Linked DNA regions of Triticum aestivum: region 2 is linked to region 1. The links are chromatin contacts, called in public Hi-C maps. All regions are on one chromosome and are shown on one strand. The core of a region is the stretch at or near the end of the contact, and the rest is flanking DNA. Distances in the headings are between cores, read along the strand shown. Region 1 holds the start of LOC123160669. Region 2 holds the start of LOC123161042.

What was found. Hi-C and Micro-C count contacts between places; a contact is called where the count stands out from the background.
Region 2: a contact with region 1 is called in a Hi-C map of leaf, with 4 times the contacts expected there. The contact joins the promoter of LOC123161042 here to the promoter of LOC123160669 in region 1. A contact is called at or near these places in 2 of 5 Hi-C or Micro-C datasets (both in leaf).

The regions. Positions count from the first base shown.
Region 1 is chr7B:13,257,292-13,262,740 of IWGSC CS RefSeq v2.1, reverse strand. LOC123160669 reads left to right here and starts at 3,316. Exons shown (of 6, transcript XR_006480318.1): 1 at 3,316-3,917; 2 at 4,453-5,449. It also overlaps the pseudogene LOC123157553.
Region 2 is chr7B:13,580,215-13,585,678 of IWGSC CS RefSeq v2.1, reverse strand. LOC123161042 reads left to right here and starts at 2,753. Exons shown (of 3, transcript XM_044578899.1): 1 at 2,753-2,960; 2 at 3,090-4,413; 3 at 4,498-5,464. The coding sequence starts at 3,185. The coding sequence ends at 4,615.

The sequences.
Region 1 (5,449 bases), core at 2,067-4,566:
GTTACAGGTAATCGTGTGGCCTTTTTCTGTGTAGTGAAACGCCTAAACCCCCTTTCTTTGGTTATTTCATTCACCAAGCGATATGCTGCTATTTTCACCTAGGAGGTAAAGTTCGTCTACTCTTTTCGTTTCACAATTCCCGTTGGCTGACATTTCATATGTTTGTTCATGCAGAGGTATTACTTAGCATCGGCTAAGGAATTGATGCGTATCAATGGCACTACCAAGTCTGCTCTAGCAAATCACTTAGGTGAATCGATCTCAGGGGTTATAACAAATACGTGCCTTTGAGGAAGAAGATCGTTTCTTTGCTAAAAATCTGGAGCTAGTTGACAAGAATGCTGGTCCGTACTTCTTTAATTTTGCAGCAACTGAATGGTTGATTCAACGTCTGGAAATAATGAGTGCTGCGGTTCTTTCTTCTTCTGCTTTTGTCATGGCTCTTCTTCCAGCAGGAACTTTTAGCCCTGGTATGTAGCTTATTCCAGGTACAAGCATCACATAATTGTTTCATGTGCTGCACATATTTATGCCAGCTTACAAGCTGTATGACGATTGATCACTGCATTCATCTGATTTGCAATGAATCGTTATTTGCACTGCAAAGGCTTTTTTTGTTTGTTTCCGTAGGCTCCTGGTATTAGGTGTTATGAAGGCTCTACTTCGTTATGAAAGCCTACTTTCTTTATCGAATAGAGTTACAGAATCCTTCTGCATAATGGTGAATGGCTCAAAACCCTAGTGGAGGATACCCAATTTTCCGTTTAGTAACACGTTATACGCTCAATGTCTATGTGCCACTGTCATTGTAAATATACATTTAATATGCACAGGATTATAAAGAAATCAACATTACCCTCAGAAAACTAATTACTTTTTACCATACTTGACACAGGTTTTGTTGGAATGGCATTGTCCTACGGCCTTTCCCTAAATAATTCTTTTGTTAGTTCTATTCAAAAGCAATGTGACCTTGCAAACAAAATAATATCTGTGGAACGGGTGAATCAGTACATGGACATTCGGAGTGAAGCAGCAGAAGTTATTGAAGAAAACCGACCAGCACCAGATTGGCCCCAGGTTGGCAGTGTGGAGCTTAAAGATTTGAAGGTAATCGAATATGAAATTATGCATGTATGCCTGACTAGGCGAAACCCTTCAAATATTCTGACAGATGTGTGTGGTTGATTTTCATTTGACAGATTAGGTATAGGGAAGATACTCCCCTGGTGCTACATGGTATCACTTGCAAGTTTCAAGGTAGAGATAAAATTGGCATAGTTGGTCGAACAGGAAGTGGCAAGACAACTTTAATTGGTGCATTGTTTCGCCTTGTTGAACCTGTTGAAGGGAAAATAATTATAGACTCTGTGGACATCAGCACAATAGGCTTACATGACCTGCGTTCACGTTTGGGCATCATCCCACAAGATCCAACACTTTTTCAGGGTACAGTAAGATATAATCTAGATCCTATTGGGCAGTTCTCAGATCAACAAATATGGGAGGTAAGCTGTGTAATATATCTACAATTCAGAACAGTAAGCACCTTATCTGATTGGGATGAATAAACTGATAAATGGGCCTGTCAAAAGACATGTTACCATTCTATTTTTATATGCCATACGTGCATTTGAAAAAAAAAACCCACTAAATTGGTTAATTCATATGCTGTTGGGTTGCAGGTTCTTGACAAATGCCAACTTCTTGAAGCTGTCCAGGAGAAGGAACAGGGATTGGACTCACTTGGTAGGAAACCTCACTGTTTATTTCTGGATTTCATTTTATGTCCCTAAGAAAATAGGATAACATACAATTCTGCTTCAGTCTTTTCATTTTATGCCCCTAACAAATTAGAATACATGCGCCAATAAATCAGTCAAACTGCTTGTAGTCCTAGGCGTATGGGTCGGATCGGTTTGCTAGCATGATGTCTGGAATTGTGTTCTTCATCGTACTAATTAATATCTTGCCATACAGTTGCGGAAGACGGGTCAAACTGGAGCATGGGCCAAAGGCAGCTCTTTTGTTTGGGGCGCACACTTTTGAAAAGGTGTCGTATCTTAGTTCTTGATGAAGCCACGGCCTCTATAGACAATGCAACAGATGCCGTCCTTCAGAAAACGATCCAGGCAGAATTCAAACATTGCACCGTTATTACTGTCGCACACCGTATACCAACAGTGATGGGCTGTGACATGGTACTTGCAATGAGTGATGGTATGTTCCTCTTATTGCCAACTTATTGGTTCTGCAGCATAGTATTCCATAGTAATGTGGGAAAGTAGCAGAGTATGACAACTTGTTGGTTCCGCAACCTATTGGTTTCTCTTATTGCCAACTTACTGGTTCCGCAACTTATTGGTTCCGCAGCATAGTATTTCATACTAATGATCTGCATACATTTCCAGGGAAAGTAGTGGAGTATGACAAGCCCATGACGCTCATGGAAACTGAGGGATCTCTCTTCCGCGAGCTGGTCAACGAGTACTGGTCATACTCATCGAACGGAAACGTTTAGAAGAGATTTCTTATGGTGTTTGTTCACTGCTGCAGTTTCCCAGGAGACATGCTAGAATCAGTTTCAGAAAAGGATATGCCGGCCTCGACAAGAGACCAAGAGAGATGCAGTAATCTCTTGACATACCTCTATTTGAGATGTGAAGAAATAACAGTTCAATTTCAGTTATTGCCTGGAAAATTCTTTTGCTATCAACCTGAAGTTGTGAGCTACATATAGTTTAGCTTATGCTCGTTGCTTATGCTCGTTGGGTGTTGCCACTCTTCAGAAGCGCCGATGCTGAATAGAATAAGCCCATGAGCATTTCTTTGCTCCAGCAATCAGATATAGAAGGCTATCTGAGAGGAATTTCAAATGTGTAACCCTGCTGTCAGCATCGAGAAATAAGGGATCGGAGGCTTACCGAGCGCTCTCAGAGCTTAGCGATTTCTGGCCGTTGGATCATTTTGCTTGATGCGTTTCAGACCGTTCGATCGATGCGGTGAAAGATTCTGGCCGTCGGATCGACCCACCGCGCCTATAGCAATGAATAGTTACTGCCCTCTCCCGGTCTCTCTCACTTCGCGGACTCGTTCCGGTCTCGCTGGCGTGTGGGGTAACCAGCAGATGGGGCCCGCATGTCATTTGCTTGGGCTGGGGCGTGTCCTGTGCGGCCCGTCGGCATGCTCGGCTGGTAAAAGATCCCATGCCACCGCCGAAATTTCCCTGCCCTGCCGAGGGTATTTTGGGGTTTTCCGGCGGTGGCACTGTGCGTGCTGTGCGCTGGTTGGATGAGGGAGTCCATGAGGTGGGGGGCACCCAGCGCGTCATCCTCTCTGCTCCTCTCCTTACTTCCCCCTCCTCTTTGCGCCCCACTTTCCTAACCCTAGCCCATTCCCTCGCCCTCCCCTGCCGCCGCCGCCGCCCGTTCCCTCGCCCTCCCCTGCCGTCGCATCGCCGCCTTCGCCGACTCGCCCTCCCCTCCTTCTCCCCAGCCGCCTCTTCCGCTCGTGCTGCGGTCGCCATCCGCCTCTTCCGCTCGCCCCGCGGTCGCCATCGAGGGCCTGTCGCTTGCGCCGCCGCTTCCCCGTCGAGCTCGCGCGTCACGCCTCAGGAGGAAAGGAAGCCCACGCTGCTATTCCCGGCGGAGCGCGCCTCACGCCGTCGACGGGAGGATGCCAGGTGGAGCTCCGTCATTGGATCTTCCTTGGCGGCGGGCCAGCGCCAAGGAAGGTCACACCGGGAAGCGGCTCATCCTCGGCGGCAAGCCAGTGCCGGATCTGGTGCCTAACGCCTGCATCTCACGCGTCACCAAGTCGCCGACGGGGGTGCTGTGCTGGCCGGTCGGAGGCCGAGCTCGCCTCGGCCACCAAGTTGCTGTCGGGGAACACAAAGTGCCTCGTTTGAGGACCTGGAGGTGAGCCCCCGTCAATTTTTTGCTTGCTTGCTGTTCACCTTTTTTTTGTAAACTGACGTACTGCACTCACTTGATACAGTTCCTTTGAGATCAGCTGATTGATAGTTCATAGTTCGGCCAGGCTTTAGGTTAATGCAAGTCTTCTAATGACGTCCCTCTTACAAAAAGCATACAGTTATCCAGCAGAGTCTACAAATCCGTAGTTGATGTCCTCTTGTGTGTTATGTAACTTCTGAAACAGCAGAAACTTATTAATTTTGAATAAAAGCCTCTAAGGAATACAAGTTAGGAATAAAAGATTGTTGCATCGAAGAGCAGTAGCACCTCCTTGTCATTGTCCATACCTGTTGATATGTAGTGCATGATCAACTACACTGCAAACATCTGCAAATATTACCCTTGGGTTAATCAATGTATATTTTACTCCAATTAGTCATACATCTTCCATTTTTTTGTTTACACATGTATGACATATGGTTAATCACTGTATATTTTACTCCAATTAGTCATACATGTTCCATTTATTTGTTGCTAGAGGTCGCTACAGCATGGATGTGAAGGGCATTGAAGCAAGGTGAGCCTCCGCCTCCCCCTCCCCATCTTGCCCATGAGGCCATGACCCCGCAATAGACGTGAGTTTTGAACATTTTCTCCTCAATTGTTTTATGACTGATCCTTTTTGGTGTCATCAGATGGTTTCATGCCCTCCTCTTGCAACAGATAAATTTAACCAATTACAAAGCTATAGAAAGTATTCATTTAGCATTAAAAACTTATACCTTTTGTTTTAGAGAATATTTGAGTATGAAGCAACGAAGGATTATTTTGTGCGCCCGTATACTCTGTAAAAGTTTGGCAATGTGCATTTTTTCATTTAAGAGTTCTACTTCTTGCAAGATAAGGCAAAGTGGCAAGCTTCTCCATTTGTATATCCATGTGTTTTTTCCTAGAAACGATGGCTGCATGTTTATGTTTTACTCCATGACTATAGTTTTACTCCATGACCACACTGTTTCTTGTAGGATCTAGCTACCTTGAGGTGACTTAGGATCATTGGTGTGTCATTTTTTTTTAGTTATTTTGTCGATCTGATTTTATGTTCTTCCTCAGTGAAGGCAGGTTAGAGGAAGTTGAATCAAGACTGTATGTTGCAACAACGTACCTAGGCATGTTGTATGTATTATCCTGCTGTTGGTGATTCAATGGCATTTTTCAGTTTTATTTGTAGTGAAACTCAATGGAGTGTTGAGAGCATTTTCCTGTGCATGTACTCATCTTGGCCGCCAAGTTTCCTAATACAAACTCATTCAACCACGTATATGTCTGCCCTGCACGCGGTTGATGTTTAGTTCTTTGGTTTTTGCATATGCAAATATGAATGTCTCTATCTCTAATGCTGTCGATTTCAAGGTATGAAAAAGCTTGAGACATTTGATTTTGGGTTAATCCCGGTTATGATCGTGCAGGCTTGATGTTCATATATGTGACTGTTGGCTATATGTACTCCTGTAGCCTGTTGTTGATCCCTGCAT
Region 2 (5,464 bases), core at 1,504-4,003, 320 kb before region 1:
TGGTAATTCCGCAGCAAATCAACGGTTGGATCTTCCAAAGGACATCCGAGCTAGATGCTGGATACCACGCCCTAAACTCGTCCGAATTCTCGTCCAGATTCAACAGGGCTCCGGTACATCGGAGATTGCCGGAGATTGCTCCATTGGAACTCGACGAAATTTTTGCAGGGTTGTTGTAGACTTAATTCCGCATAATTCCATCGAAGTAATCGTTTAGGCGATACTCGAGGAGGCGGTGGCGGCGGATACAAGTTTGTTGTCCAGAAAAACAACACAGTCGCCTGAGGGCAATGTTGACGTTGAGCCCCCGAGCTCCATGGATGACTCCTCCATGATCTTGATAGAGATCGGAGTTGATGTTGATGAAGGCCCTCATCCGAACATGACGATCGGAGATAGGGCGCAGTCCTCGGTTAAGCCAAGGTGACCAGTCGAGCTGGTGACGAAGAAGCCGACTTCGCAGTTGACCTGCAGTCGAGCCATTGATCCTTTCGCCGATCACACAGCGGAACTCTCAATGAAAGCACCAATGTCGGTGTCAAAACCGGCGGATCTCGGGTAGGGGGTCCCAAGCAGTGCGTCTTAGGATCAATGGTAACAGGAGACGAGGGACACGATGTTTTACCCAGGTTCGGGCCCTCTTGATGGAGGTAAAACCCTACGTCCTGCTTGATTGATATTGATGATATGGGTAGTACAAGAGTTGATCTACCACGAGATCAGAGAGGCTAAACCCTACAAGCTAGCCTATGGTATGATTGTTGTTGTATATCTCTATCGACTAGCCTGGCCTCGGTTTATATAATGCACCATAGGCCTAGGATAACAAGAGTCCTAGCCGGATACGCCGGTGGGGGAGGAGTCCTTGTCTTGATCGCCAAGTCTTGTGGAATCTTCCTTGTATGGGGCAACTGTCCGGACTGGCCCATGAGTATACGGCCATGGGGATCCTCGGCCCAATCCACCTGATCGGGAGACGACGTGGTGAGTACCCCCCTAGTCCAGGACACCGTCAGTGAAGAACATTTATATCATTATGAGATCCTGGTAAACCAAAGAAAGAATGTCAAATCCAAAGGTCTTGTGAAGCAACGGCTTCAAGAATGACCGTGGGTACGCGTTTATGGCCAACAAAAAAACCTTTGTGTGCAGTAGGGCAATTTTTTCACTTTCAATGCATGCAGTCGATGCTTTCGACCATACCCGGAAACCCCCTTTGCTCTCCAATTGCAAGTAATCTAGCAGTATCTTCAGCATTTGGAGATCTCAGGTACTGACCTCCCAAAGACCTCAATCACAACACGAACAAATCTTCTAAGATTTTCTAAAGCGGTGGACTTTGCTAGCCGACAATACTCATTAGTAAGATCAGCTGCTATCCCATAAGCTACGATTCGAAATACTGAGGTCAATTTTTGATAAGGATGTAAACCAGGAACACCAACACTATTTCTTCTCAGAGAAAAATAGCCATCACGTGCCTCTATAGCACTTGCTACGTGCAGAAAAAGAGGACGATGCATTCTATAACTGTGAATAAAAACTTAAATGAGACATGAAGAGCGACTACTATGGTGAAAAAGAAACATATGCACCAGTTTCATACCTATTGCAAAACATCCTTGCCTTGAAGGTGGGGTTCTCTGCAAAATAGTCCTTGTGGAGGTTCTGAAAGCGTTCCGCAAAATCGCGTTGAAGAGATTGACGTCCCGGTTGTGAACCTCCATGTCGTGGAGCATCCAGCCGGGCTTCTTCTTCCTCTGCTACAATTGCAGCCATCATGAGTTCCTCATCTTCGGAGGAGGAATCTTCGCAAAATTGCCGGGCCAAACTTTGACGGTGAGTCGTTTCGTTGTGGAGAGATGGCGAAAGAGAAGCAGAAGAGGAGGCACGATCAGGATTGTGAGAGATATGAAGGTTGATCATGTATTTGTAGAGCCGAAACTAGTCGTTGGAAACCTAGCCGTTGGAAACCTAGCCGTTGGTAGTTATGAAATACTCTTAAAATATAGAATAAGGGAGATGTTTAGGGGAACTGCTGGAGTTGAGCAATTTTTAGGGAAGAATCTTTTTAGTGGAGTCCCCTGTTTTGAGATATAGAGGAGAAATTTCAAGGGAACTGCTGGACTTGCTCTAAGATAGTGTAGGTTGTATCAGTCAAGACAACAAATGATGTCCGACGAGTGATCCATCAAGTTGGCTAGCCATGGCCCGGACTTGAATTTTATTTTAGCATGTCCGGATTGTTGAACCATGCTTTTTTTGCTTTGTTGCATTGTTGAGTTATTGAATTGTGATAAATTTTGTGTTGTAATAAATGCCATGAATTTGAGGGTTTAAATTTATGGAGTGTGGCTGCCTCGGGGGCCGCCCGACTCTGTTTGTGGATGCGTCTGGGCATGCCCGCGGTTGGCGGACTTGCCAAGTGAGTTACTTTTCCATCCCCTCCTGTGCAAAGCTGGTCAAACGTTACGGGCCAACCAGGCCAGCCCACGAGCACGTCGGCACGGCCCGCCATGGGCTAGACACGGCAGGGGCTAAACAAGTTGTGCCCGACATGCGGCATGTCTGGGGCCGTGCCTGGTCCTGGAGGCTGGGCATGCGGACCGGGACGACACGACCCATTTAAATTTTCTATTTTCTCCATTTGAGCTGATTTTCTATTTTTTTCTAAATTATATATATAGCCTATATAATCAGCCTAAAGGGCCTAAAATGGCCCAAACACAGCCCATAAGGCCAGACTGCTAAACAGACCAGTGTGCTAAACGGGCCAACGTGCCGGCCCGATTAACTAAGCGGCAGTGCCTGGGCCTGGAGGCGCAGCACGCGGGCCGGCACAGCACCCTGCTCCGACGTGTGGATTAAAGTAAAAAAGAAAAGCGTTTCTTCAGTGTTCCACGGCGGCGTGCCTCCATCCCCTCCGGCCTCTCACCCCGACACCGGCGGCAACGGCGGCCGTAAGTTTCTTCCTCACCTACCTCTTCCCTGCTCAATTTTCTGCTGATCCGCGACGTCGAAGGCTTCCTCCTCCCTCGGATTTCCCCTCAGTCCTCGGATTTCCGGTCCCTCATCGGATTCCCCTGCTGTTCAAGTTCCGGCCGGTGTCGGAGACGAAACGGCCTATATATAGATGGAGGAGAGGGCGGAGGAGATCTGAGCAAGCCGAGGTCGAGCGCGCGCGATGGGGAAAAAGCTACCCCCTTCTACTCCGACGACGGGAAGGCGGCGCATAGGCCCCTCCTTGGCCCCGCTCTCCGCCTGCAAGCGCCGGCGGACCACTGAGGCAAGCGGCTGGGCTTCCCTCCCCACCGATGTGGTTCACCTCGTCACCAGCCGCCTGCTGGCCGGCGACGTGCTGGACTACATAGTCTTCCGGGCCGTCTGCTTCGGCTGGCGCAGCTGCACGAGCGACGCGCGCGACCCCACCCTGCGCAAACCGGACCTCTTGCCGCGCGGCTGGGTCGCCCTCTGCGACGGCGACGGGGTACGCCCGGACGACGCCGGCGAGATCAGCTTCTTCCACACGCGGACGGCCAGGCGCCTCCGCGTCCGCCTGCCGGAGCTCCGGCGCCACAGGATCGTCGGTTTCACCCAGGGACTGATCATTCTTCTGAACAAACGCACCGCCGCCGTCCGGGTGCTGCATCCCTTCACACGGGTCGTGGTCGACCTCCCGTCCCTTGTCCCTGTGTTCCACGACGCGGTCAGGAACCGGAACTCTCTGCTTGACATGAATGCCGCGGTCTGCAGCGCGTCCGCGACCTCCATTGCCGTGGTGGCATGGTTCCCGTGGACACATGTGGTGATCGGCGCCGAGGCTGGCCGCCCAACTTGGGAGGTCCTCCACCGAGGGCTTTTCCTTAGGAGCATCTTGCCCTTCCAAGGAAGGCTTTACGCGACAGTCGTCAAGGGTGGCTCAAGGAAGATCATGCAGCTGTATCCGAGATCACCACATCCTGTGCTTGCTCATGTTCCAAATAATTTTGGTGATCCGAGCCTATGCAACTACTTCCTCGTGGAGTCTGGTGGGCGAGTGCTGCTTGCCATCCACCATTTAACTGCACAACATTGTGGCGTGGAGCCCTTACAGCAAAATGCCTATAAGCTATTTGCGTTGGACATCGACCGCGGTGAGCTGATCCCAGTGAACTGCCTCGGTGGCCACGCGCTGTTCCTCAGCAGGGATCGGTCCCTCTCTGTTTCAGCCAGGGACCTCCCTTCTGTGAACAGCAACTCCATTTACTTCTCTTTGTACCGTGACCCTGTTGTGGTGCACTCCGTAAGGACAGGTTTCTCTGAGCGGCTAGCACTGTCATGCCAAATACATGACGGGAAGGATAGGATCCGACCCTCCGTGCGCCCTTTCACCATTGCTGACCAACTTCTAACCTACTGCCATCCTCATGAGTGGTAAGTCTGTTTTTCTTAATTTCTCTTCTTTGCATGTATCATGTGCGATTCTACATTATGACTGTCTTCTCTTCCCCTTTGAAGGACAAAAGGACTCATGTTTCATGAGTACCACTCTATACCTGAATCTTTCGAGCAATTGAGGAAGAACATCAAGACAAAAGATTCTAAACTACGGATTCCTCGTGTTGCAGTTTGTTGATCCGAAGGAGGAAACAGAGTCACAGCACCTCACATGAATAGTGCCAATAGACACTTGATGCATAATTCCCTTGCTCGCTCGGTTGGGATCTTTGTGTGGCTAGGTCAATTCCTTGGTGGGTCCCGGCGCATTGTGCATGATCTTTTGATTTTAGCCAGCAGTTTGTCTATGCTATGCATATATAGTGGTGGTTCTTGATATCTAGTTGTGCCTGCAAAAGCATTCAGGCCATGTTTGTCTCGCCAGCATGGGCTTGTCACGACGGCAGGAAGGCTCATCCCCATTAAGACAGTTAAATGTGCGAAGCTCATTCATCAGCTGCTGGTCACTGAGGCGCCGACATGGGTATTGGGAGCAGTGGAGAAGTGGGAGAGAGCCTTGTTTTGGGCAGGTACTGGTGAAATCAATGGCGGAAAATGCCTTGTGGCGTGGAGCAAAGTCGTTCAGCCAACCTGCGGTGGGGGACTAGGAATCGAAACCTAAAGCTCCAGGGGCTTGCGCTTCGTGTGAGCTTGGGAGTGGCTGCGTTGTACTGACCCTGGAAAACCATGGCAGGGATTGCAAATATTTGGAGATATTTCTGCAAGGCTCGTATTTCAGTCAGGTTTGCATTACAGTTGCGGGGTGGCAGGCACATCTTATTTTGGAGAGATTGCTCGATCAATGGTTATTCTGTTGCTGAGTTTTCGCCGCTAGTTATGGAGTTCATTCGGCTGCCCTGGTCTGTTGCTGGAGTTCATTCGGCTAGCTCTGTGTACCGTTTGCTTACTATCTTCACCGGTGCTGACTGCACATGGAGATGCTGGGCACCCTTAACCTGCAAGATAATTGCCTGGCTAGCTTGTACCA